Linked DNA regions of Capsicum annuum: region 2 is linked to region 1. A link is a contact called in public Hi-C data. All regions are on one chromosome and are shown on one strand. The core of a region is the stretch at or near the end of the contact, and the rest is flanking DNA. Distances in the headings are between cores, read along the strand shown. Region 1 holds the start of LOC107878356 (ADP,ATP carrier protein 1, mitochondrial). Region 2 holds the start of LOC107878349 (probable protein phosphatase 2C 58).

The links. Hi-C and Micro-C count contacts between places; a contact is called where the count stands out from the background.
Region 2: a Hi-C map of leaf shows a contact between it and region 1, with 2.1 times the contacts expected there. The contact joins the promoter of LOC107878349 here to the promoter of LOC107878356 in region 1. A contact is called at or near these places in 2 of 5 Hi-C or Micro-C datasets (leaf and placenta).

The regions. Positions count from the first base shown.
Region 1 is chr7:206,361,275-206,364,282 of UCD10Xv1.1, reverse strand. It overlaps LOC107878356 (ADP,ATP carrier protein 1, mitochondrial), which reads left to right and starts at 1,433. Exons shown (of 4, transcript XM_016725311.2): 1 at 1,433-1,842. It overlaps LOC107878355 (mitotic checkpoint serine/threonine-protein kinase BUB1), which reads left to right. Exons shown (of 14, transcript XM_016725310.2): 14 at 1-277.
Region 2 is chr7:206,710,936-206,713,943 of UCD10Xv1.1, reverse strand. It overlaps LOC107878349 (probable protein phosphatase 2C 58), which reads right to left and starts at 1,382. Exons shown (of 5, transcript XM_016725303.2): 1 at 1,165-1,382. The coding sequence starts at 1,200.

The sequences.
Region 1 (3,008 bases), core at 184-2,683:
GGTATGTAGAAGACCGAGCCCTGAAGCAGTTCAACGTATCAAAGCCTCATTGGTTTACAAAACTGTATACATTCATGTTCATATATCAACGTGTTGGGGGGACTGGACTACAAAGCTTAATGATTTTCATGAATATCCGTTAGAACTATGCTGCCCATTTTTGTTTTCACTCTTTTATCTCCATCTTTCCTAAATTATTTTTCAGGACAGATAGGCTTGTATTGTGTAATTTGTATCCAAAAACAACATATAATTGTTGTTCTGAGCATTTGAATTCCTTTACTTCTCTCAAATAATTGAGTGGTAAGTAAGTCACCACAAAATGAAATTTCACTTGGAACTTCTCCAATATTATGTTAATTTGTTTTCTGCTCCGTTTCTATCACGACTATGGAGTAGTATTCCTTATTGAATTATTCGTAACTTGGGACAACTCACACAGATACTTTCCCCGTTTAAATTCGGGATAAAGGTGAAATATCTCATGATTAAATTTGAGATAAAATATATATTGTACTATGTTTAGTAGATAGTATAAATTTATTCCATTCCATTTAGATTTATTTTATACCAACTACTGGATGGAATAAATTAGTCTAGACATTATAATGTTGGACTATAATCCAATCCATGTAAAAAGACTTCTAAAAGTTTTCATCTGTTTTGGGATGTAATTTGTATCAAATTAATTTTTCGTTAGCATGTTAATATCTTCTTTCAATAATCCTTAATATAGTACGTAAGCCTAAATCGAAATATAATTTAAACAATGTCAAGTTTGATATAAGTTTATAACATTCACCGATCTAGTTATCAAGGAAGTAAGTGACTTTAAATCACGAGATTTCAAGTTTAAAACTCAATGGAGATGAAATCACTAATTTCCTTCCCAAAAGTTCACGATTGATGCATGAGTTGCTTGATACCTCTATTGGTAGGATATAATAGGTACCTCGTAAACTTGAGAACTACGAAATTTCGATTCAAATCCCATAGAAATAAAAATAGATAATTTTATCCCATCTATCAAATCTCGATGTCAAGTGTATGTAAATTGACCGAAATGTACTCCTTCCATTGCATTTTATGTGTCTGTCATTTTCTCTTTAGTCCGTCCAAAAAATAATGTTATCTTTTCTCATTTGACAACTATTTAATGACATTATTTACATTTTATTCTTACTGGATCCCATTTAATAAGAAAGATAACTAAAATATAAACATTAAAGTAACTTTAAGAGGGATAATTTTATAAATTCAGTATTTATTTCTTAAACTTCATGTCCAATTAAATAATGACACATAAAATGAGACGGAGGGAGTAGTAATTATAAAAAAAAATGGTAATATAAAAATAGGAAAGCGACATTAGCATTGGATATAGTACTATATATGTTATGTTATATATATATATATATTGTTCATTACCCCTATTTTTTTTTATATATAACCGTGGTATTCGAGTCAGCTTACGCGCATTTCGACTAAAATTATCAAAACAGATGGGAAAGAAAACACCTAGTAAATTGAACCTAACACGTTGCTCATTCCAAGCTACAGTGCTCATTACCCCCACCTTATTCCTAGCCGCCACCATAATGGACTGTCCATGACTATGACTGTAGTTGAATGAAGCGCGAAAATGGCAGTTAGGATAATATCAACGGAACATCAGGGTCAGATGAGTCAATAGGTCTGGAAACCCTAATCCGCCGTACCTTCTAGAAGCTCGTGCCACTCGAATCTCGATTTCCTAAAATACACTCTGCTTCTTCCAAAACATAACTTACTACTTTCTCCTCTCCTCAGAGGTGGGAAACAAAACTTCTCGCCTTTTCTCAGGTATGGCATGAATTTTCACTCTCAGTACACGTAGTAACACCTTTACTCTGTGTGTGTAAATATTGCTTTATTTGAATTTTGGTTTACTTTAGTAGATCAGTTGGAAGTGAACAAGTTGATTTTGTGATTTAGTTTCGTTTGATTATTGAACGTTTTAGTATGAAATTGAGTTTTACTGTGTTGTTGTATGATTGACGGATTTCAGTTTCGCTTTGATATTGGTTGCTTGTTTAGTGGAGATCATTTCTCATCTCCTTTTTGGATTTGAGTTTGAATTTGGAAAAAACGAAAATATATTCGTTTCTATTCAGAAAAGTGGTAATTATCGTTGTTATTGGTATGGGTTTTCACTCTTCATACATGTAGAAACACCTTTACTGTGTGTAAATATTGTTTTATTTGAATTTCGTTTACTTTATTAATAGATCAGTTGAAAGTGAACAAGTTGATTTTGTGATTTGTTCCGTTTGATTAGTGATGTTTTAGTATGAAATTGTGTTTCACTGTGTTGTTGTATGATTGACGAATTTCAGTTTCCCTTTGGTAGTGGTTGCTTGTTTAGTTGAGATCATTTCTCATTTCCTTTTTCGATTTGAGTTTGATATTTTGGAAAAAAATGAAAATATTTTCGTTTCTATTGATATTATTGGTAAGTATTGTTGTTATTGGTATGGGTTTTCACTCTCCATACAATGTAGAAACACCTATACTGTGTAAATATTGCTATATGAACTGCGGATCACTTAATTTTGTTTGCTTGTCAACTTCACCGGATCAGTAAATCAGTGATTGTGAAGTTCATCTAGATAAGAATTGTATTAGATAAAGTTGATTTTGTGATTTATCGTTTAATTGTTGATGTATTAGTATGCGATTTTGTTTTACTGTGTTGTTGTATGATTGACGGATTTCAGTTTCCCTGTGATATTGGTTGCTTGTTTAGTGGAGATCATTCCTCATTTCCTTTTTCGATTTGAGTTTGAATTGGGAAAATGAAAATATATTCCTTTCCATCGATAATATTGGTAATATCGTTATTTGGTATGGGTTTTCACTGTCCATACATGTAAAAACACCTATACTATGTGTAAATATTGCTATATGAACTGTTGATCATTTAATTTTGTTTGCTTGTCAACTTCATCGGATCAGTAAATCAGTGATTG
Region 2 (3,008 bases), core at 133-2,632, 350 kb before region 1:
TTTACTTTGTTCAACAGTCCTTCATCCCAAGCAGCAACAACGAAGGAACGAAAACTCATGAAGCTAAAATAGAAATGCACTCAAAATTCTCTAAATTTGACCTGGCATTAGCTTGGCACATTAGCACTACGCTTAGATGAAAGTACACTTAAGAGTACCAGCTCACATAAACAAACAACGTAACTCTGCCGAAAAATTGAAGCCCCTCTTTTTTCCAACTCTACGCGACACTTTCAATCAAGTACTAATCATGTCCCCTCACTTTCTCCCACTTTCTTTCTGCTCATTTCGGTTTAAGAAACTACGATGCAAGAAGGTTTCTAAGAACATAATCATAGACGCATTCACTATTCACCTCACTATAAAGTGCACCTCGGTGCACTAAGCTCCCGCTATGCTTAGAGTTCGAGGAAGGACCGGCCTGCAAGGGTCTATTGTGCGCAGTCTAACCCTGCATTTCTACAGGAGGCTGTTTCCACAATTCAAACCCATGATGTCCTAATCAAATGGCAACAAGTTTACCAGTTACGCCAAGGCCACCCTCACAATTCACCTCACTGCCAATCACTACAACGTCAAATGGCTTTAAGTACTCAGCCATTGCCACTTAAAAGCTAACATTCAGCTGAACTTGAGTGAATTCCTCACTCCCCAAATCACCTGATCCCTAAACCACTCCAATCATAGTCCTCACTATCTCTGATCTAATAAAGTTCCAACCTTTCGTTAGCTAAAATTTTTCACAGCCCATTACCAAATTCCCTGAATATCTTGAAAGTTTTGACTATACAACTTCCTTGCCTAAATTCTAGAAGGAGATTTCGAAAATTTATCTTTAAATATATGTTTGGCCAAGTAAAATGCATGTCCAAACACAACTTCAACACTCAAATTTTCAAGTTTCAAACTTCAAAATCTATGACACTACTACGACTCAGTCCCAAACAAGTCGGGGTCACAAATAGGTTACTTCTATAATCTATTCTGATTTTCTAATATATAAACATATTCAAATTCTTTGAAACTAATCTTGATTCTTACAAATATTCAACAAGAACTCAATAACCCATAAAACAAAAACTTGCAACTAACACAAAAATTGAATCTTTTTTTTTTTTTTCTCAATTCAAATATAAGAAACAAAGAATTGTAATACTAACAGACCTTCATCTTGTGCAAGATTTCTCTTCCACCAGTCATGATTGAAATAGCTTTTCAGAACAAGTATGTTGGAATGATTATATAAGTATACTATAGAATTATTTATGTAATGATGAAAATTTATGTAGATATATATGTGCAAGTATAAATCCCATTGACTAAGAGACCATGTGAATTATGAAAGATGATGCTGACCTATTTTTTATTCAAAACCGCGTTTCTTTTTATTACGTACTTTCTCTTTATAATAATGTCTCTTTCTATAAATCAACGCGTTTTTGACAACTAGCACCCCACACTCTTTATTTATAGCAAAAGAAAATATTTTGATGTATTAAATTTTTGTTATTCCTTGTGGCTAACTTGACCATAAAATTATTAAAGTAATGATTTGAGGCTTTAGACTCTATTTTTTTTAAATATTTTTATTAACTGACAACAAGATATATGTATAACACACAAAATGTATCTAAATCGCATAAGATGCACGTATATCGCACGGGTGGCACATGAGATACATGTGTCATGTAAAAAAATTAATTTTATTGAATATACTTAGAACCTCTGATTAAAATTTAGCTTTAGGCCATCAAATTCGTAGAGTCGACCCTGCTAAGAAGGGTCGAACTATATGAAATTATTGTCCGCATCCTCTTTATCGTATCAAATTAATTTGACCGGATTTGATGGTTTCTTTAATTCGATTTTAGTATTTGAACATAATTTATTTGATTTCAATTTATATATAATTATATAATAGAGAATAACGAAGCTGATTTCGTAAAAAAAAAAAATATTAGTTAGATCATACTAACACCATAAATATATTAAAAAAAATTCAAAAAAAGTATATATAATTTTTTTCGCTAATGAGTTACATAAAAAAGATATTCTAATTAAGAAAGGATATATGGTTAAAGCTTTAACGTCTAAATAATTAAGTTTGTACAAATATGATATCAATTGCACCATGTCTACCACCTATCGAGGGCTACTACTTAATATCTTTTTACTGTATATTTCATTATTATTGGATTATTAGTTTAAAATTGTAGGAATTCCAAGTTTAGGATTTTTTATTGAAAGGTGTGGTGCAATGTTGATGATTTTTGTGCTTTTAATATTTCGAGTACAAATTCTAAATATAAAAAAATTAGAATAAGGGTCCTCTACTTGAATAGGGTTTAAATGATGCACATTCGAATTAACTATGCCAATAATGTTTGAATATTGGATAAAAACAAAATAAATATTTTCTCATAAATCTAATTTTCATCCATATTTTAGTAAATTGTAAATTTATTTTTGGCGTATATAGTACGTTAGAGCTCATTCTTCCTGTGTGCAACTATTTTGAAATGTATACATGATAATTAGAAAAAAAAATGAAAAAGTTGTTTGAGTGTGTATGCTAGTTATTTAAACTACTTCTAGGTGTATTTGATGCATTTTCCTATTACGTATGCTTCAATCTCTAAGAAATTGAGCTTTTAACAACCATACTTCTAAAATTTAAGTTCATCTCAAGTCAAAAAAAAATAAAAATCGTAGTATTTTATTTTTTTGAAATTTTTTTTTGCAAAATTTATGGTCTTTGAACACATTATATTGTACTCTCTCTTTTGAGGGATGACTAACCATCAATTGGTGGAAGGTTTAACCCTAATATGCAAATACAAATTTAAATTATCTTAAAAAATAAATATATAACTAGATTCTTTTTTGTCATATTAGTAATTGATTCCTCCTTTGTGTACTATGAATAGTTATCTTTTGGTTTAACAACATTTATTTTACTACTGATTTTTATCACAGAATTTATTTATTTTAGCAAGTTGGAGCCTTCA